2 separate regions of the Rattus norvegicus genome follow, and region 1 is linked to region 2. A link is a contact called in public Hi-C data. All regions are on one chromosome and are shown on one strand. The core of a region is the stretch at or near the end of the contact, and the rest is flanking DNA. Distances in the headings are between cores, read along the strand shown. Region 1 holds the start of Lrpprc (leucine-rich pentatricopeptide repeat containing). Region 2 holds the start of Camkmt (calmodulin-lysine N-methyltransferase).

Evidence for each region. Hi-C and Micro-C count contacts between places; a contact is called where the count stands out from the background.
Region 1: a contact with region 2 is called in a Hi-C map of prefrontal cortex, with 4 times the contacts expected there. The contact joins the promoter of Lrpprc here to the promoter of Camkmt in region 2. A contact is called at or near these places in 3 of 12 Hi-C or Micro-C datasets (the A7r5 cell line, mammary epithelial cells and prefrontal cortex).

Annotation. Positions count from the first base shown.
Region 1 is chr6:15,610,860-15,615,293 of GRCr8, forward strand. Lrpprc (leucine-rich pentatricopeptide repeat containing) reads left to right here and starts at 1,779. Exons shown (of 38, transcript NM_001008519.2): 1 at 1,779-1,987. The coding sequence starts at 1,839.
Region 2 is chr6:15,330,725-15,335,292 of GRCr8, forward strand. It overlaps Camkmt (calmodulin-lysine N-methyltransferase), which reads right to left and starts at 2,242. Exons shown (of 11, transcript NM_001134463.1): 1 at 2,046-2,242. The coding sequence starts at 2,183. Prepl (prolyl endopeptidase-like) reads left to right here and starts at 2,671. Exons shown (of 14, transcript NM_001010951.2): 1 at 2,671-2,799.

The DNA of each region.
Region 1 (4,434 bases), core at 529-3,028, 280 kb after region 2:
TATCTCATTTATATAACAGTCTAAGTCCTGACACTCAGCTCCCTGGGGGTGCAAAGGTCATTCAAGGTAACACCCTGCAGTACCTGACTGCCAAATACCAGTCTGACCTCCCTGTCCCACCCAACTCCTGCTCATTCTTTCCATCCGGGCCTTTTTAGTTTTCTCCACTTTAGGGTTTTGAATTTGCTGTTTTCTGAAACTGGAACAAGAGCTGGCTCTTTCCTCCAGCATCCTCACTTCCTCCTTTGGGTTTCTCTTCCGATGATTTTCCTTTACTTTTCCTAGAAGAGCAACTTAAGGGAGAAAGGCTTATTTTGGCTCTTGGTGGGTATAGGCAGCAGGAGCTGTCAGGAAGCAGCCAATAGAGGTGCCCAGCGCTTTCTCCTTTATGACTCAGCCCTGTCACTCATCCAGTGGTGCTACTCACCCTCAGGGCGGTTTTGCTACTTCAACTAATCCAGTGTAAAAACTCCCTCACTTGCCCAAAGGCCAGTTTCCTAGGTGATCCTAAATCATATCAAGATTAATCACCACAGATGGTAACCCACCTTTAATCTTTTATTTACATTAAAACTCTTATCTGTTTCTTTAAATGTACGGAATTTTGTCTAAGCTGAGATTTTTTTCCTATGTTATATCCCCAGCATCCCAAATAGCACAAAATATGTGCTCAATAAGTAGTACTAATGCTGAAAGCATGGATTATATCCTGTCATAGCGCCCAATAGGGTAACTTAAAGCAAACTCATCTGGGGTGTGAGGGGGTGGGATTAGCTTCTCCAACAGAAAGATAAGCCAAGTTAACTCTACACGTATATCCATTCAATAAACGCTCAACGTCCGGAGTGTCTTCAACTGAGGAGCTTTCGCTACAAAAGAGGCCACATTCTGTGAGCTTAGAAGTTTGTTGTCTAAGGAGGAGAAACAGCCAGATGGGAAAACTTCCAGAGGGAGAATTTGACTGTTCACCTGGTTGGTAGTGGTCAAGGAATAGCTAAGTAGAGAATGGATGCCTGTTCCCGGATTCACACGAAGGCATAGGGAACCCCTTCAGCATACCCTGGTGAGAGCGAGAACTTGTTTTACTAGCTGCAGACAATTGCACCACTACCTTAGTTGCTTGTAGCGGTGCATTAACTGAAAGGAGGAGCAGGGCATCAAGAAAGAGAAACTTCGACCTTGACATTTAAAATTATACGATCTTTGTTAAAATGCATTTATCTTACGAAGCGAGGCATTGCCTATATTCGTCTACCCTCTCCCCAATCACACGAATTGCATATAGTTAACTTGGAGGTCCACAGCCTCTAGTCTCCTTCGTCAAGGTTTCTTCTGGCAGGCGTTTCTGAGAGCTACGGCAGGAACTACGTCACTGAGCAGCTAGGGTAGCAGTTCGGCGGTAACCTAGGTGCAGGGCTGGAACATCGCAGGCACTCCGGGACCTGCGCGGTCGGCCCTTCCCAGCAACCTTCGGTGTAGCTCCTAGTTGGCCCCCCACAAACCCTTGCGCGCGCATGGGCGGAGTCGACCTCTAGGGGCTCTACCAACTGCAAAATGGAGGGGTGATGTGGCCGAGCTCTCTAAAAGCCGGGGCGCTGGACACGGAAACAGGAACACTGAGAGCAGAGCACAAAAACGACACATTGTAAAACAAAAGGCGGATTCAGATGATCCCAGGAGCTCGGCCTGCCTCTCCCGTGAGCCATGGCGGAGCTCCGCCTCCCCCTAGGCTAGGCGCTCTCGGGACTTGGTTTGTCCCACTAGGGGGCGACCCCGTCGTCACGTGTTCCTCCAGGTCCTCTGCAGGAGCGTGCATCCTGCCTTGACTACGGTGAACCATGTCAGCCCTGCTGAGACCCGCGCGTTGGCTGCTAGGGGCAGCGGCGGTCCCGCGCCTCCCGCTGTCCCTGCGCCTCCCTGCGGGCGGCCCCGGCAGGCTGCCCTCTGTCGTCCGGGTGGCGGCCGCTGGTGGCCGGCCGGCTGCAGGGTGAGTACTGGACCCTTCCTCCTGACCGGCTACGGCGGACGGGCCGGTGTCCTGCTCATTCGCTCCAATTCCGTTGTCCCGGCAGCTCAGGCGCGAACGCCCGTGCTTTGCCAGTAGTTCAGGGTGACAAGGTTGAATGTCTTGAGAAGGTCATGGTCGAGGGCATGGCTGGCTTCCGCCTCGCTGCTTGAGGTTGCCACCTGCTCGGGCGGCCCGGGAAGCCCAAGGGCTTTAGGGGGTGGTGCTGATGTGGGGGCAGGTGTTGTGCCATTCCTTAGAAGTACCCTTCCTGGGTGCTCTCCCACACTGGACATACCTGCTAGTATGTAGTCTTAGGAGGCTTCTGTTTTTCATTTTACTTTTCTTGGGGATAGGGTTTGAATTTTTGAGTGACCCAGGGATAGTTTAGAACTTTACATTTGATTATGCCCGGGTCGGGTTTTTGCCTGCCTTTTGTTGAATGAAAATTTCCTTCAATATTTACACAGGCATCATGGGTTGGAGATGGTCACAATAATGGATTAGTGGACACACGCAAGGCGCTTGTTGGGGATCTATGTAGTTACTGCAAAAACAAGTTAAATTTCTAGTTAGTGCAAGTATTTTTGCGAGTATGCCGGTCTGGATTGAGGTTATGAGTGTGTTGACCAGATGAAGGAAGATGGGGGCTTAGGTTTTAGTACCAGAGAGAAATTGACAGTTGAACCACCCCCAGAAGAACTTTTGGGTCTAGCAAAAAGATTTAGGAAGTATGTTCTGGAGCGGGGAGCCATGGACTAAGGGTGCTTCTGTTTATTCGCATTATGCCATTGGACAAATGACTCAACAGCCCAGGCCTTAAGTTTCTTTAGGTACATAGGTGGGCACAGTGTAAGGTTAGGCCTATTCATGAGATACAGGACTTGATGTGTCTTAACTGGTTACCACTGTAATAGAAGTAACTGTCTGCATGGGCCAGCCCGGGCCCTGCATATAATTAGATGAAGGAACTGCTGTATGACGTCCCAGCAACTCGGTTGCACATCTTTGGCGTGATGCTTATTTGTATACAGGGCCTGTACTTTTGGGGTAAGCTTGAGCAGTGAACCTTCAGAAATCATGCCCCTGGCTTTATGTCTTCAGAGACCGTGGTGCCAGTTCCTTTTGCTTTCCTCCAGTGACAGTGCTGCTGCGGTGCTGTCACTGATGTTTGCTGTTACGTTTGGCAGAAGTCGAATTTCAGTGACAGGCTGTTGGTCTGGGTGTTCATCAGACCTGGGTTCTACTTCCTTGGACCTTTGGCTAAGTTCCGCTGGATCTCTTTAGTCTGTAAGGGAGGGTGCTGGGTGTCTTTGTAAGGCTTGTTTTGTTATTCAGCACCAGCTGTCTCTTCGGAAGTTTTCTCTTACCACAATCGATCCAAGATCCAAAAAATGGCCTTGTGAGCAGGCACCATAGTTCATCAAGAAAAGGCACTTTCTCTGTAAGCCTGATGACCTTAGTTTGACCTCAGGACCCACATGGAAGGAGAGAATGGCTCCCACAATTGTCCTCTGGCCTTCACATGTATGGACGCACATACAAAAGATCAATAGAAAAACTAAGCAGGATCATGACTGCCAGGGTCTTGTCTACGGTGTGACCCACATGTGTGTTTCTTCGGTAGAAAGGAGACTATTCGAGCACAGGACATGGTCTTGTCGAAATGCTGTGTTCAGGTCATGGCAGGCAGTGAAGTAGTATTTGTTTTCTCTCTCTGGACTTTGAACACTTTCCTGCCAGTCTCCTATCCCACAACTTCTAAGCCTGTCTGGAAAACAACCTTTCTCAGGATTCTAGTTCCTCTAGAAGCTTCCCACTTGGTCTCTCTCTTGCCCATGGTCTCCTGTCTCCTTTGCTGACTTCTCACTTACTCTCACTGTTTTCACACCATGCCTGAGGCCTCCGTGTCTCGCTACTCTTTTTTTTTTTTTTTTTTTTGAGACAGTGTCTGTATATATAGCCCTGGGTGTTTTGGGAGTTGTGTCATGCTGCCCTTGAACTCAGAGGGAACCACTTGCTTCTTCCTCCCAAGTGCTGAAGTAAAAGGTGTGTACCATATGACCAGAATCTTAACCATTTCAAAAAATATCTTTTTGTTGTATGTGTTTGTGTGTGTGGTGCCTTCAGAGGCCAAAACAGCCAATTGCTATTACATGTGATACTGTAGACCTGTTGTTAGTCCTTAAAGGACTTCTCACACTGTGCTGGCTCCCCCTCTACTCGTGTTCATGGAGTAGCTGTCAAACATTCACTCAACAAACAAGTAGAACGGTGGAATGAGATGAGACTGAAAAGGGCACTTAGTCCCCTGTGCTGCATTGTGGTCCTGAGGCGTGGTGCTGCATCTCCACCTTAGTCTTGCTTTCCAGCTCTGCTGTTCTGAGTTGGACTAATAGGCATTATGGAGTGAAATTATTAGAGTTGCT
Region 2 (4,568 bases), core at 992-3,491:
AGCTGCAAAAATAAAGGCAGCACATCGTGAAAGTGTGCCACGAGAGAAAGAGATCACAGTTAGGGCTTTGCACATGCAAAGTGTTCTAGCACTGAGTAACACTCCCAATTTGAGTCACAAAATCCTAGCCTTGATCAGATTCTTCAAGCTTTCTGCTTCTGAACACAGATGAAACATGCATGCATGGTTTAGTCACCTTAAACACTTACAAATGTTTATCCAATGGTAATCAACTGAATTATTACAGGAAAAAAAAAATCACTTTTCCCCTGACACTTCAAACTGGCTAGTTTTGTGTCAACTTGGCACAAGATGGAGCTATCACAGAGAAAGGAACCTCGCCTGAGGAAATGCCTCCATGAGACTGAGCTGTAAGGCATTTTCTCAACTAGTGATCAAGGGGGAGGGCCCAGCCCATTATGGGTGGTGCCATCCATGGGCTGATGGTAGTCCTGGGTTCTATAAGTAAGCAAGCTGAGCAGGGCTGGGAAGCAAGCTTTACAGTAAGCAGCATCCCTCCATGGCTTCTGCATCCACTCTTGCCTCAAGGTTCCTACTCTGTGTGAGTTCCTGTCCTGACTTCCTTTGGCAATGTGGAAGTGTAAGCTGAATAAACCCTTTCCTTCTTGGTCATGATGTTTGTGCAGGAATAGAAACTCTAAGATGCACCAAAAAAAAAAAAAAAAAAAAAAAAGTCTTTGACTTTGGGCTTGGCCATGCATCTTCCTTTAACAGTCTATGAGATGGCTCATAGTGATCATCAACTTGTCTACAAGGGGTGAGCTATCTTAGATTAACCTCTCGGCATGTCTGTAAAGGATTTTCCTAACTACGGTCATTGAGGCAGGGAGGCACACTCTAATTGTGCTATCATCATGCCAAGTAAAGAGGAGAAAAGGTACTAGCTAGTATCCATCCATTGCTCTCTTCTTCCTGAATGCTAACACAATGTGACTAACTGCTTCAGGGTCCTGCTGCCTTGACTTTCCTGCTGTAGATCATCTGTATCATCAGACCATGAGCCAACATAAGCCCTCCCTTTCTTAAATTGCTTTGCCTAGTATTTTTGTCACAGTGATAACACTAGTAATACAGTATGTTAACAGGCATCGTAAGCAAGGGTTTTATACATGCCTCTTTCTCTTACACACTTCTACCATAACTGTGACAACATGCCAGCCAACTCCCAGAACTGTGGGTATAGAGACCAGGTACACAACAGTAAACAACGCAGGTGATCACAGGTTATATCAGTGGACTACCAGGTGGTTCACAGAAGTTGAATGACATGTGGCATAGGGTTGGTTGTTAAAAAACAAAACTAAGTAAAATGATACACTAAGGCTCATTGCCCTGAGCCACTGTCTTAGTTACTTTTCTATTGCTGTGAGGAGACACAAAGACCAAGGAAACTTATAAAGCTTCACTGGAGCGGTTTGGAAGAAACGAGTCAATACATTTGGATTCCTTGGTACATCTTGGGCAGCGAGTATCCTAATAACTACTTCAAACTTAGAAGATAAACGTCTGGGTTTCAAGTGGCGGGAAAAAGAGAAAGCAATAGCTTTTCTTCTCCGCTTTACTCTCGGATGTACATTGCACGGAAACGCGGGCAGAGTCCCCATCCCATTAGTGAACCTTGAGGTTCTCCAGAGACGTGGGACCAAAAAGTGCACCCAGGAAGTCGGTGACCGCAACCAGTCTGGGACTCAAAAAGCAAAAAAATAAAATAAAATGGAAAGGGCAGGGAAGCAGAGCTGCACGCGGTGAAGAGAGGCGGTCCCACCCATCAGACAGGCGAGCAAAAGGACTCTATTTGGAGCTGAGTTTCTAGGACCTCGCTCTGGCTGTCCCGCTCTCCAACCCCGCCAGATTCTCCCTTTTTTGGTGGGACAGCGTAGATGAAGCAAGGGGGCGCTTCTCGCTTGGCTCCTGACGAAAGGGGAAGTCAGCACCCGGCTGCGGAGAACCGCGAGCCGCGGCGGCGCGTCCCGTACCTGAGAGGGGAGTGGCTACAGGCAGAGGTGGCGAGCGCTAGCCCTTACCTGTCGCAGGAGCTTCCACCGGACAGCCCCCTTGGGCGCCGAGACCAGCGACCCTTGGCTGGCACTGTCAATCATGGGACCCTTGCCCGCCTCTGCCTCAGTCTCTCCATCCCCAGCAACCGCGACCTGCGACTCCATCACCAGGGTTGACTGGACCCGGAGGTGCCTCCGCCACAGCTCTCCCCAGTCAGGACCTGCCAACTTCTTCCCTGTCAGGACCTGTGACGCCGGGCCTCTCGCCCACAGCCCTTGCTTGCACCCTCCCCGAATTCCGCATTTCCGGTATTCGCGTCTCCTTGGCAACCAGAACAGCGGCGTCACATCATTGCACCAGTTTTCTGGTGGCCATCTTAAGTGAGGGCGAGCCGGAGTGGGATGGGACTGTGGAATAGCTGCAGAGAGGGCTTTCCTCGTTGTTTTCTTCTTTCCCGCTTTGTCTCTTGCTCGCCATCATACCAGAAAACCAAAATTCAGGTGTCTTTTAAGGTGAGTGAGTCCAGGAAGAGAAAGAGCCCACCACTGACCATAATAAAGATGGCGAAATGTGCTTCCCTATCAGGCTGGATTGGTGTTACGTAGACCAGCGTGCTGCAAACTAGCTCTGGGCGGCGCGAGGTAGGTTGTCATTCTTGCTGGGTGCTGAAGGCAGGCTTCGGGTGGACAAGTCTGAGGTTACTGCAGCTCCTTCCTGAGAGCTTCGGGTTCTCGTATTTGTCTTCTCTACCTTTGCTCGTCCAGCTGTCTTTCAATTTGCGTACGTATACAAGGGTTGCTAGTGGGTCCCCTTTCCTTAGTCCTCTCCCCACCACCTTCCAGCCATTCCTCACTTCCCTACTCCCTTTTTGATCCCTGTCTTTTCTGTCATGCTAAACGGTACCATTCCCTCACGTCCTGAGACTACGACGTGTCCGGCTGGCACAGTTGCACGGGGAAATGAGTAGGTGCTCCTGGGAACACCCATTTGCCTACCCCACCTGTACCCCTATCCTTGCACTCTGTCTTCACCATGAAGATGGTGGGTGAATGGATTAGGCTATGGGGACAGATTAAGCGATTTAAGAGCATTTTTCTTCTAGGCTACTGCTCCACCGGCCCATTATTTTGCTGCGACATAAGAGATTAAGGGGGGGAGGGGGCGTCATAGCTGGTCGGATCTATGGCAAAACTGACGCAGTGTTGTTGTGCTACCAAGGAAGATTTCTCTAATTATGCTCAACAGTGTTTAACATAGCTAAATTATTCCTATGCTAATAATATTAACGATCTTTTGTTGAGTGGTTACTACGTGCCAGGTACTGGGACTCAGTTTTTAACCTAAATTGTCTGGTTTTGTTACAAAACAACAACCCCAGAGAATAAGTGCTATGGTTAATTATGATTAATGTTTCACAAGTGATGAAATTGAGTCCAGATGTAGTTAACGTGCAAGGCCCAAGACTTAAACCTGGGTCTCTGCTATGGCAGGTAAAATGAACTTACCTTCCAGCAGAAACCAAAGATGACCCTACATTTTATTTTTTCATCTTGCAGTTGTTTTTAATTAATTATCCTTTTATGTCGCTCATGTACAAGAGGAGGAGTCAAGTCAATTGGGCGTTTCGATGTATCAAGTGAGTTGGGAAGATGTCTTGAGCTCCCCAGAGCCACCCTTGGGTCCCCTCAACCATGAACAGCACTCTAGCTTTCTCGTCAAGTACATGTGAAGCTGTGTGAAAAGTATCTGGCGCCTAGGTTCACTCAACAAATATTAATCCCCCTTTTCTGAAGTGATTCAGGCTTTTCCAGTTTGTCTTTCACATACCAAAGATATGCCCAGAATTATGTAAGCTGAAAGCCACTTTGCCTTTGAACCCCCTCTGAGTACCTGATTGCGACTAAGTCCATTTACTCGTTTGCAAATTTTTATTTTGTTTGTTTTCTGTTTTTTTTTTTTGTTTTAGTTTGCCCATACGTTCTCCAGAGTCACTGCTGCTTAGTTTGACCCTAGAAAAACTGACTTGACAGATGACATGTTTAAGTCACGCCTGCCAAGAAGTATGATCTGAATGAACTTAACTCATACAAGTTTTTAAATGCATTTAACCTAAGTTATCAGATGTCTACAATTATTTGTAACCTAAGGGGCTCATGACACCAAAGGGGAGGGATAAAATGTGGAGGCCTCAAATGCTGTAATATCCCATTACTGTATAATTATTCGTATGAAATCATTCACGTGCTGGCAGCCCCTAAGGAAGCAAAAACCAGGGACTTTGCCATTTGCCACCATGCAGCAGACGACCAAATTATTTCTCGGAGCTTTGAAGTATAGCATTCCTCATCTTGGGAAATGCATGCCGAAACAGAATTACTGTAACGTCGCTGACCCTTATTACAATAGACTAAGATTGAAAAACTATCGGCTAACCAAGTGTCTGCAGAATAAACCCAAGATATCAGAATTAGCACGAAACATCCCAAGTCGGAGCTTCTCACGTAAGGTATGGACTATTCAAATTAATCTATTTGTAGGCCATTAATACT